3 separate regions of the Oryctolagus cuniculus genome follow, and regions 1 and 2 are each linked to region 3. Evidence: chromatin contacts called from public Hi-C and Micro-C data. All regions are on one chromosome and are shown on one strand. The core of a region is the stretch at or near the end of the contact, and the rest is flanking DNA. Distances in the headings are between cores, read along the strand shown.

Evidence for each region. A called contact is a pair of places that touch in the nucleus more often than the background predicts.
Region 1: a Micro-C map of ear pinna shows a contact between it and region 3, with 6 times the contacts expected there. The contact joins the promoter of HNRNPU here to the promoter of DESI2 in region 3. A contact is called at or near these places in 2 of 6 Hi-C or Micro-C datasets (ear pinna and psoas muscle).
Region 2: a Hi-C map of psoas muscle shows a contact between it and region 3, with 3 times the contacts expected there. The contact joins the promoter of EFCAB2 here to the promoter of DESI2 in region 3. A contact is called at or near these places in 2 of 6 Hi-C or Micro-C datasets (psoas muscle and an unstated tissue).

The regions. Positions count from the first base shown.
Region 1 is chr13:64,896,023-64,899,876 of mOryCun1.1, forward strand. It overlaps HNRNPU (heterogeneous nuclear ribonucleoprotein U), which reads right to left and starts at 2,513. Exons shown (of 14, transcript XM_017347701.3): 1 at 1,616-2,513; 2 at 597-708; 3 at 436-509. The coding sequence starts at 2,249.
Region 2 is chr13:64,975,734-64,979,526 of mOryCun1.1, forward strand. It overlaps EFCAB2 (EF-hand calcium binding domain 2), which reads left to right and starts at 2,293. Exons shown (of 7, transcript XM_008268166.4): 1 at 2,293-3,310. The coding sequence starts at 3,292.
Region 3 is chr13:64,599,100-64,602,987 of mOryCun1.1, forward strand. DESI2 (desumoylating isopeptidase 2) reads left to right here and starts at 1,772. Exons shown (of 5, transcript XM_051821504.2): 1 at 1,772-1,868. The coding sequence starts at 1,842. It overlaps CATSPERE (catsper channel auxiliary subunit epsilon), which reads left to right. Exons shown (of 22, transcript XM_070055618.1): 22 at 1-1,638.

The DNA of each region.
Region 1 (3,854 bases), core at 1,263-3,762, 300 kb after region 3:
GCAGTTATTGAAATAGTATTACAGTCTTTTAGAATAGGGAATATACTTGAGTGCTAATGGGAAAAGTCATCAGTTAAGTATTTAACCAGCCCAAGTAGCTGACTTAACAATCCCAAAATAAAAGGAAATTACTGTAGGACACGTTAACAGTTTCCATTAGCTAACTAGTCCAAAATTGGCATCAATTTCACATTCAAGAATAAGAAGCTTTAAATTACAATTAAAATTGCCAAAGCCTGTAAAATCAATTCAACACAACTGATGGCATATTAATATTAAACTACTGCACTCTGGGTATCAATCATTATCTTTGCTTTTTAGAAAACTGTACATGTTTTCTGCACTTAGGTTAAACGTACTGCAATCTAACATTGTCAAAAAAACCCAAGGCATTTGAGGACTGCGTGGGGGAGCGGGTGAAACAGCTTCACTTACAAGTATCAAGACAAACCACTGTGTCATCGAAGTGCTCATCTTCTTCTTCAACGGGGGGCTGAGGAGATTTGGCTCTGAAAGACAGAATGGGCTCCTGATACGTCTCTGCCCACCCACGGAGAACGGGCAACAACAACGCACAATCCGTTAGCATCCTCTACCTGCTGTACTTGTTCTCTTCAATGTACTCAAAATATCCACGGCCATGATCTTCTCGAGGTCTTTTTACACCTCGCTTTTTATCTCCGCCTTTCTGCTCTGTTTTGCCGTCTCCTATAACACACGACACTCTCATAAGTGCTCAAGCCACCCAACACCCCCGCCAAAAGAAAAAAAAGCCGCTTTTATTTCAAGTTGCCTAAAAGCATCGAATTAATGAGTTTTGGGTGAATACTGAACCGCCAGGTCGAATGTGAATTCAAACTATCAGCTTGGAATTGGATTGGAGTTAGTGACGCAGCCTAAAGACGTTACTAATTCGGCCCGTCTACCGGAGGCTTCAAGAAAGCTTAAGCGCAACTGCGCGCCGGAGGCCCCGAGCCCACGTGGATCCCGACGAGCGGTCAGGAGGGGGAGGGGCGCGGGGGCGGCGGCCCCTCCCCCACCCGGGCCCGCGCAGCCCGCGGCCGCATTGTACGGATCTTCCGCCCCGCTCGGCGCGCCGGCTCCTCCCGCCGGAAGTGACGTCACGCCGAGCCCCTGCGCTCCTTGCACAATACCGCGGCGAGGAGCCGCCAAAGCGCGCCCGCCCCGGGACCTCGGGCCTCTCCCCTCCCCCCGCCCTGAGCCATGTGCCCGCACCGCGCGCACACACAGCGCGGCGGCGCCACCGCGGGCCGACGGGGCTCCTCCCCCCCTCCCGCGGCAGCTGCAGCTCCCCCGCCCCCACCCCCGCCCCGGCTCCCGAGCCACATAATGGAGGCGCTGCCACCGCCGTCACACACGCACACGCACACACACACCCCGAGCCCCAGGCCTCTCGGCTAATCTGGGATTCCCCGCACCCCTCCCTCCCCCCACCGCCGCCCACCCAGCCACCAGCGGGGGGCTCCGGCAGGCCGGGGGCCCGGTCCCCACCCCACGCGGGCCTCCCGCCGCGCGCAACGTACAACGCAGCACTCACCCGCCGCCGGAGCCCCGGGGCGACCGCCTCCTCCGCCGCCTTCCGCCTTCTTCTTACCTCCCGCCTGCTGCTGGCCCTGCCTCGCCCCGGGCGGCGCCACCGTCACCGCGAACAGCGAGGTGGGGCCGCTGCTCTTCCCCGCGGCCTCCTTGGCCGCCCCGCGCTGCTGCGGAGGCTGTTGCTGCGGCGCCGCCGGCGGTTGAGGCTGCTGCTCCCCGTGCCCGTTCTCGTCGCCCGCGCCCTCCTCCTCGTCGCCGAGCTCGTCCTCCCCTTCCTGGAAGCCCTGATCATCGCCGTTCTCGTCTTCCGAGGCGGCCTCCTCCTCCTCCATCGGGCCCGACTCGGCCGCCCCCGCGGCCCCGTTCTCCTCTCCTAGCTCCATCTGGTCGCCATCCAGGGCGGCGATCCCTTCCTCCTCCTCTTCCTCCTCCTCCTCGTCGTCGTCGCCGCCGGCCGCGGCCTCCTGCTCGAGGCCTGCTCCCGAGCGCCCGGCGGAATCCCCGCCCAGGTCTAGGCTGCCGTTCCCGGGCTCCATGGCGGGGCGGCCCCCGGCCTCCTCGTCGTCCAGCGCAGCCTGGAGTCGCTCCATGAGCTCGGCCTTGAGGCCCTTGTCGGAGAGGCGCCGCTTCTTGAGCTCCTCTTTCAGCTCAGACACCTTCAGCTTTTTTACATTAACAGGCGAGGAACTCATGATGAGGGCCCCGATTCGCGGCAGGGAGCTTGGCTCGGACTGGGCTCCGCTCACTCGGCCACTGGTAGCGGCTGCTGCGGCTGCTCCTCGGTCCGGGCGGCGGCTGCGGCTGGAGGTGGGTTCGTGCTGCAGAGAGGACCCGCCTGGTGTCGAACGGCGCCAATTCCTTTCACCGAGTTCGCGAGGGAGACGCGGAGACTCGCCTGGCGCGAGCGAGCACGCAACGTCCTCTCGCAGGGGCGGCGCCGCGCACGTAATATAGCCGCCCCGCCCCCCGCGCTGACGGGCGCGCCGCGCAGCAGGAAGGCGGGAGCGCGCTCGCGCTCGGCCCCGCCCAGCACCGTCCCTGCCTCCCCGCCCCCACGCCGAGGCCCGGGTCGGGAGCGCGGCACAGGCCGCGCAGTGCGCTTCCTATTGGGTGCCGAGCAAATGGAGGAGAAGGAAACCGCCTTTCGGTTTAACCGGCCCGCTGCAAAGTCCACTGGGTTTCTGCCGAGGGAGCTCGTTCTGCTCTTGGCCTCCCAGCCTGGGCGGCTGCTCGGCTTGAAATGCTAGCAGAGCTCAGCTTGGCGTTTTCAGCTCGAACCCCTCCACCTTTTCTTCCATCTTAGTATTGCCGTCCTGGGTGCCCCTCCTGCTATACCGTTTTAAAACGCCTCGGGATTTTATTTCCGCTCTGGCTTGTCTAACCCAGCCTGGCAGTCAGCACACGGAGAGTTGGTTCGTCCCTTCTTCCCCCCCTCTCCCCCCCCACCTCCGGCCTCGTATCTCCTTTCATTTTTCTAAGCCGGCCTGGCGAATGGCCTTTTAAATTCGGGAAGCCTTTCTTTTGTGTCTTCGGCAGCCCCCGGTGCGGGGCCTGGGAAAGCGGCTTCTCCCCTCCTCCGGTCTGCATCCGCAAAGCGCGCTCTTCGCGGCAGCCACACGCATGGCGTCAGTGGCCTTGCAGAGGCCTCTGTGGGGCCTGATGTTTGTCATTCAGGCCCGGGCGTGCGGTGAGGAGGGCGAAGCGCAGCTAGGACCTGCCACCCGTGGATTTTCTCCCTGTCCCCGCGGGGACCCAATGGTGCCCAAACCAAAGGCTCCTGAGATGGAACAGGGCGACAGTCTGGCAGACGGGCCATGAGAGACCTCGCTCTCAAAAAGAAATCCGTGATTGGATCGTGGTTGAAGTTTGAGAGTGGCAATCCGGGGTAGCATCCTAATCCCCCAGCGTCCCCACAGTGCCAGGCCAGCGATCCCCGTGGGAATGAGGAAAGAGACCTGCTGCACAAAAAGACTGCTGTGCTATTGATTTGAAATGTGGAAGTACAGAAATGCAAATCTTGTCCCGTAGGCTGAGGTGATGTAACTGATCCACAAATGTTCGTTTTTAAAAGCTGCTTTTCAACAGTTTTTAAGAAATGTGTCTTACCCTGTATTCAGGCATAAGGTGAAATACTGACATCCGTGAGATTATTTGAGTTGAGATTAATAGTGTGCAGTACTGGTAATCCTCAAATTAACAGAGGGGACTAGGACAGCCCGGAAGTAGAAGCGTCCAAATAGTGTCAGAAATTCACTTGGCCTTTGGCTATGTTGCTGAAGCTTGCCAACAAGCCACAG
Region 2 (3,793 bases), core at 1,043-3,542, 380 kb after region 3:
AGAAGTATGTCCTAAGCATGTCCCCAGTTAGGCTGGGTACTGAGGATATAGAAAAGGTGTGAAAGATTAAGCTCTGGTCTTCAAAACTAATGAGGGGGGTTAGTTAATTTACTTTTTTTTTTTTTTTTTTTTTTTTTTACTCACTGAAGCCTGGAGCAACAGTATGGTAAATGTGCTCTAGGAGTTGAGAAGCAAAGATTGATGTGGTTTGGAGTAACTTAAAAAGCTTTGGTGATTAAATTTAGTAAAATAGCTAAAAATATTGTGGGAGGAGTTTGCAGAGAAATCTGTTTTTTTTTTTTTTTTAAAGATTTATTTATTTATTTGAAGGGCAGAGTGACAGGAGAGAGAAATTTCATTTGCTGGTTCACTCACCAAATGGCCTCAATGGCTGGAACTGGGCCAGGCTTGCTTCTTCCGGGTCTCCCACAAGGGTGCAGGGCCCCAAGCACTTGGGCCACTTTCCATTGCTTTCCCAGGTGCATTAGCAGGGGGCTGACTCTGAGGCAGAGCGGCTGGGACCCTAGTGCTCCCAATATGGGAGCAGGTGTCACAAGCAGTGGCTTAACCCGCTGGGCCACAACACAGTTCAACTCTTAGAATAATAAATTGAGCTTTTAAATTTTTATATAAGAGTATAAGAGTTTCATTCATTTTTTTTTTTTTTTGACAGGCAGAGTGGACAGTGAGAGAGAGAGAGAGAGAGAGAGAGAGAGAAAGGTCTTCCTTTGCCGTTGGTTCACCCTCCAATGGCCGCGGCGGCTGGCGCACCGCGGCCGGCGCACCGCACTGATCCAATGGCAGGAGCCAGGAGCCAGGTGCTTCTCCTGGTCTCCCATGGGGTACAGGGCCCAAGCACTTGTGCCATCCTCCACTGCACTCCCTGGCCACAGCAGAGAGCTGGCCTGCAAGAGGGGCAACCGGGACAGAATCCGGCGCCCCGACCGGGACTAGAACCGGGTGTGCTGGCGCCGCAAGGTGGAGGATTAGCCTAGTGAGCCACGGCGCCGGCTCAGGGTTTCATTCTTATTAACCTGTACTGCCAATACTTACACACAAAAAAATACAATGCAAATGGACAAACTGCCTTACTTGCAATGAATGTTGTAGATGTGGATCTTCTCAACAAGTCCCCGTGAAGACTAATTCTTAATTGTTGATCTATGTATTATTTGAGATAAAAAAACTGAGGAGTTGTTCCAGGCACCAGGGACATATGGCTGAGTGAAGCAGTTCCCTCCTCTGGAGGGAGGAAAGCCATAGCAAATCAGCGTGAGAAGCTCCCTGAGGAAGGGGTTGAGAGGGCAAACTTGAAGGAGTAGGTGACCTTGAAGGTCATCAGCAGGACAAGCAGCAGGGGACAGCAGTTTGTGGGAGAGTGCCTGCTGGTGCACGGAGAGCTGGGGACAGGCATTCCAGAAAGAAAAAAGCCTGCCAACAGCTAAGCAAAGCCAGAGCAGTGACAAGTGAGCCCGAGAGCAGATTTGGAGTTTCCTACTTTCTTCAAACCCTTCCTTATTTATATGGAGAGCCTTTAAAAATAAATAATTAGCACACAATGAGTGTAGGATTTAAATATAAATGAATGTTAATGAGTATTTCTGGGTATTAAGAACATACTATATACAATTGGAATCATTTTATGTAAGCATTTATCTTCCAATACAAGCTATTTTGTGATGATTCAATTGTTTATATTCAAATTCACACAGAATGCTGATCACAGCACCAAATGATATCTTCAATAGGAAAATGCATTTTTTAAAGGATTTATTTATATGAAAGTTACTTAGAGGGAGACATGCTGATTCACTCCCTAGATGGCTGCAATGGCTGGGGCTAGGCCAGGCCAAAGCCAGGAGCCAGGTGCTTCAACCCAGCCTCCCTCATTAAATGGCAGGAGCCCAAACACCTGGGCCAACTGCTGCTTTCCCAGGTTGATTTGCAGGGAGCTGGATTGGAATTGGAGCAGCTGGGACTTGAACCAGAGCCCCTATGAGACAGGTGGTGGCTTTATGCGCTGTGTCACAACACCATCCCCCCAAATGTGTATTTTTATAATGAAGAATACAGTCAGTTTGCTTTAGGGCTTACTCAGATTACAGAACCAGAATAAAAGGAGCACTAAAAACTGTTAATAAAATCATTAAATATGTTGTATTTCGAAGGCCTCTTAAAAAGTTATGGTTACCGGTTTATAAATCAGTTTTATGTTACAAATTGTTTAGCACATACACATACACACTGAAATACATACACATTGAAATAGTTTGAATAAATGACTCGTTTGAAACACATCATCAGGATTTTATTGAAAGCTCTTTTTCAGAAGAAAATATCCTAGTGAACATAGCCTAAAAAGAAAAAAACTGCCATGACACTGTCACAGCTGCCGAGTTTCAGGAAAGCACTTTTGAAAACTCCTATGATAACAACGCAGGTCAAGCCAGATTTCACCAGAAAAAAACACATTTAAACGTATGCAACACCGAGCACAACCCAGCCCCATTTTTGTTGCTAGGAGAACCTTCTATTTTGTATCAGGCATCGCAGCCTTGACGACGCAATGTTTGCGCGTATTTTGCACATGTTTTTCTACAGCGACTCCTCTCCCGCAGTAATAATAGTCGAATGGCTCTGGTTTCCTCTTGCGCCCGGCCCAGTTTTTCCGTTGCAGCCCCAGTTCTCACAGGCGGCGGGGCGCTCGCTGGCTCGCTCGCTCCGGGACAGGGCGGCGCGGACCGGGGGACCAGCGCGGCTGTGAATGGGGAGGGAGGAGGCTGGAGGGCGGCTCGGGTCTGCCCCCCTTACCCCCCCAGGAGCTGAGCTCTTCACCCAGCAGCTCTGGCTGCGTTTCCAAATCGGCAGTTTGGGGAAAAGAAAAAAAAAAAAAAAGCAACGCCACGTCTTGCAAACACGAGGGGAGGGGGCGAGCACTCTGTGCGCGCGCGGCCCCCAAGGGGTGAGAAAGGAGGGGCCCGGAACCTTGTGAAATAAACTCCCCTAGACCCAAAGTCCCCGGGCTCGGGCCCCCGGGCTGGAGGGCGACACCGGGTCCAACGGCCGACCCGCCGGCGGCGCGCGCGCCCGAGGGTCGTGGCGGGAAGCGCGCCAGCTCCCAGTGTTCCCTCTACCGCCGCCCGGGGTCTTCCTTCCCCACGATTCCGAGCCACCCCGCCTCCAGGGTGCGCGGGGGTGCGCGGGGGAGGGGACCCGCAGGGGGCAAGGACGCCGGGACCGACGTTAACCGTTAACGGTGGGCTTCTCCCCGGCGACCGGCGCGGCTACAAGATGGCGGATGATAGAGAAGGTACAGGTAGGCGCGCCGAGGGGAGGGCTGCCCTCGTCGCCCGCTGCGACCCGGGGCTGTCCCGGCCGGGGAGGGGCGGGCCACCCTCCATCTTGTCCCTGCCGCGGGAAAAGGGTGGCCTCCGGAGGGTGCCCTCCCGCCCCCGGCCCCGCAGCCCGCCCGGGCCGCCGCCGGGCCCCGCCCCTCCCCTCCCCTCCCCCGCCCCCGCCAGCGGCGTCCTCCTCCCCCGCCCGCGGAGGCCCGGCCTGCTGCAGCGCGGGCTGCGGAGGAGGCGCCGGCCCGCGGACGCTGATAATGGCGTCGTTGTTCACGGTCGCCGCCGCCGCCTCCACACCCTGGTCGGGGTCTCGCTGCCGCAGGCGCCACACCAGCAGCTGTCCCGGCTGTGGGCACCGGGGGGCCGGCCTGGCCGGGGACGGGTTCTGGCCGCCCAAATCTGGCGGAGTCCGCTCAGCCCGCGCTGAAGCCCCGCCCCGGCCCCGG
Region 3 (3,888 bases), core at 522-3,021:
TCACCAATGAACTAGTGAAACACCGTGGCTGACACAGAAAAGGGACTCGTTTAATGCTTGTTCATTGACTGGATGATGGATCATTTCCATTATTGGATCAATACCCAAATTAGATGAGCAATAAAACTCCATCATCAGATGATGAATTCTATTTTACACCTGATAAATTCAAAGGGATCAAGAGATTTTCACATGTGATCCCCAGAACCCAGAAGGATGTTACCTTTCACAGGAAAAGAGGATTTAGCAGACATGATTAAGGATCTTCAGATGGGGAGATTATTCAGGATTATCCGGGTGGGCCCAATCTTATTGCACAGATCTTTCTGTGTGAGAAAAAGAATGTCAAAAAGGATATGATGACACGAATAGAGGTTGCAGTGGTATGGCCATGAACCAAAGAACAAGAGTAGCCTCCAGAAGCCGGAAAAGGCAACAGAGCACATTCTTCCCCAGAGCCTCCCAATGGGACCCAGATCTTGATTTTAGCCCATGGAGTCCATACTTAGACTTCTGATATCTAGAATTGTACGATAATAAATTAGTGATTTTAGACCATAAGCTTGCAGTGATTTGTTGCAGTGATGAGTACATCCTGGACGGGAAGTCAGATAGGCTGCAGGTTCTACAGCACTCAGGAGGGAGCAGAGGTTGAAGCTAGGGACAGGCATCTGTGAAGGTAGCAGGTGACAGTTACAGCCCTGAGAGTGGATGAGATCACAAAGAGCAAAGGGAGGGTGCAGAGTAAGAGGGGAAGTGAACTGGCTGTTCATATAAAGTAGAGCAGCCAGGACTAAATGAATTTTAAGTATTCAGTGCTTGTCCTCACAATTCCTGGGAGAAAGGGATTTAGAAGAAGGGATTAAGTAGGGGCCAGTGTGTGTAGCAGGTAAACGCCGGAATCCTAGATGGGGCTGGCTCGTGTTCCAGCCGTTCCACTCCCAATCCAGCCCCCTGCATAAAGATGGCCCAAGTCCTTGGGCCCCTACCACCCACATGGGAGACCCAGAAGAAGCTCCTGGCTCCTGGCTTTGGCCTGACCCAGTCCCAGCCATTATGGTTATCTGGGAAGTCTACCTCTGTAACTCTTTCAAATAAATAAATCTTAAAAAAAAAAATGGGATTAAGTGGTATGTTCATTGGGTTAGGTGGGGAGGGATGCCACAGCAGGAAACAAATTTTAGAAACAAATTTTAGAACTTTGTAACCTGAACAATCAAATTACAACCGGGGGTACAAAGAATTTGCTGCCCCTCAATACTGCCTGGCAATCAAACCATATTTCCTTAGTATACTTATTTTCTCTATTTTACATCTTTATTCAAACTTGCTACACCCCTTTTCCTCACTTCTCATCTTGCTTTGCAATTCATTGAGAAGATAAAAATCAGAAAAGGATGCTCACCTTCCTCATCTCAGTTCTGACCTATTGCTATCTACCTTGCCCTTAAAAAAAAAAAAAAATTGAAAAGCAGAGTTACACAGCGAGGAAGAGATAGAGAGAAATCGTTCATCAGCTGGTTTACTCCCAAAATGGCCGTATGGGTCAGGTCTGGAACTCCATTCTGGTCTCCCATGTGGGTAGCAGGGGCCCAAGGACTTGGACCATCTTCCCCTGCTTTCCCTGCGAACTCCAACTTGGCACTCGGGTGGGATGCCAGCGTCGCAGGCAGTAACTTAACCTGCTGAGCCATAACGCGGGTCCTTATCTTCCTTGCTTTCTATGCCATCACAATGCACCCACATCTTGCACCCAGTCTTCTAGCCCATTCTTCCTAATAAAGGTCAACCCCTCTTGTGCCCCAGATCCTCCCCTTCTTGTGCCCCAGATCCTCCACACCATGGTCTACAACACCGCCTGGCATGTGGTAAGAACGTAAGTATTTGTTGAACACAGAAGCGCCTCTATACCCCTGGGTTGTGCTGTACTTTTTCCATCTCAGCAGGATAGTTTCATAAAATGCAAGTTCTATGTTGAAGATTAACTGGATGCACATGACATCTCATTCATACCAGTAACGCTTCCTTTATTCCCCCACACCTCCTCTTGCTAAAAAAGAGAGCGATCTGGAAAACGGATTCATCACTGTGGTCTTTGCTACATTTGACTTCATTGGGCTCAACAAGATATAACCAGTAGCACCAGCACCAGCACCAGCACTAGCGGCGATAGGTTGAAGGTAGAGGACTTCACCTCCTGTCAAGGACAGGCAGCAAAGGATCCGCCCGCAGGTGCAAAGCGCTGCATGCTGGGATCTGTAGTCTCCCTGGGAGAACTAGTCTGGTAGGGTCGGAACCCCAGCAGCATGCTGGGAGTTGTAGTCGAAGGCAGTTGAGACAGCCTCTGCCCTTCCAGTAGCGAGACGGAGTGGGGGTGGGGGTGGGGAGGGTTGGGATCCTCGCTGCATGCTGGGAACTGCAGTCTCTCTGGGGCCCCGCTCCTCCAGGGCGAAGAGATGCCGAGGCTGCCGCCATTTTAGGTCCTGAGGAGCGGCAGCCAAGTACCACAGCGCAAGCGGGCTCAGCCCTGGCGCCGGGCCGGCCCCGCCCACGGGGCGCCCGGCGCCCGCCCCTCGCTCAGGCCCCGCCCTTCCCCACGTGTCTGCCGCCTAGGGGAGGCGCCTGAGCCCGAGCGGGCCCGCCACCGGTCCGGCCCGGCCCCGCAGTAGCTCCTGTCGGCAGCGCCTCGGAGCGGCCCGGCTGCCCGATGCTTCCGCTCCGGCTGCGGCGGGCCGGGCTGTACGCTTAGCGCCCGGCTCAGGCCCCCTGAAGCGCCGGCGGGGGTGGGAGCGGCCTCCGGCCCCGCGGAGACGGAGCAGCTCGAGGACGAGGCGGCGGCGGCAAGGAGGAGGATGGGGGCTAACCAGTTAGTGGTGCTCAACGTGTACGACATGGTGAGTACGGCCCCGCGTCCTGGCCCAGGCCGGCGGCCTCTCTCCGGGCGGGCTCGGCCCCGACCCCCGGCCCCCTGCGCTGCCAGGCTCGCGTCTCCGCCTCCAGCTTAGTTCTCTCGAGGTGGGGGCGGGGGACGAGCATTAGATTGTAATCCTCGCACCCTTCGGTGCTCCGTTGGTGCTGCCCAGTCAGTGCGAGGGCTTTGGGTCGGCTTGGACCTTTCCCGTGTCCTCTGCTCGGCCCGGACCCTGGCCCTGGGCCCGACCCCTTGGCCGATAGCGGCGTCCTTTCTCTAAGAGCTTCCGTCGCGGTGCCCACCTCCCCGCCGCCACCCGGCCCCCGGAGCTGCCCCTGTGCCCCGCTCCCGGCTCCTCTGCCCCTGCCACACCGTACATCTCTCTGCATGCTCAAGTCTTCAGAAACTCCCAAGTCCAGAAAGTCACAGCTGTCGATTCCCAAGCTAGACTCTCTTTTCGAAGGTGACCTGGAGTCACTGCGCCCTGGCCTCCAAGGCAGCGTCGTTAAAATGGATGAGGCTACAATTTATTAAGAAAATAGCACAGCTGAATAATTTAGAGATCATGGGGGTGCTCCTTCCCTAGATCCTGGCGCCCACTTTCCAGATAGTGCAACAGGTGGATGACGCGACCACGGCAGAGGGAGAGGGAAGAACTTGTTTGTTGTGTCACCTAACTTTGGAGTGCTGCAAGCACCCGGGCCGGTTTGCCTGACTGATGTACTTCAATAGCCCGGAAAGGCGCCCGGTGGAGAATCTTCACTGCAGGTGGCTACATACTTGGGTTGACTTGGCTTGCTTTAGGCAGATTAATTTTTTGTTTTGTAAAGGATTACCTCTGCCTACAGCATTTAAAATTCCTTCAGTGGATGGGCAGATGAAAAATCCCTCGTCGGAATTTCTGTTGGCTTATCAGATGAAGAGGAGGAAGTACTGCAGGTCGGAAGTTTTGGTTCTCATTTGCAGGTCTAACCTTT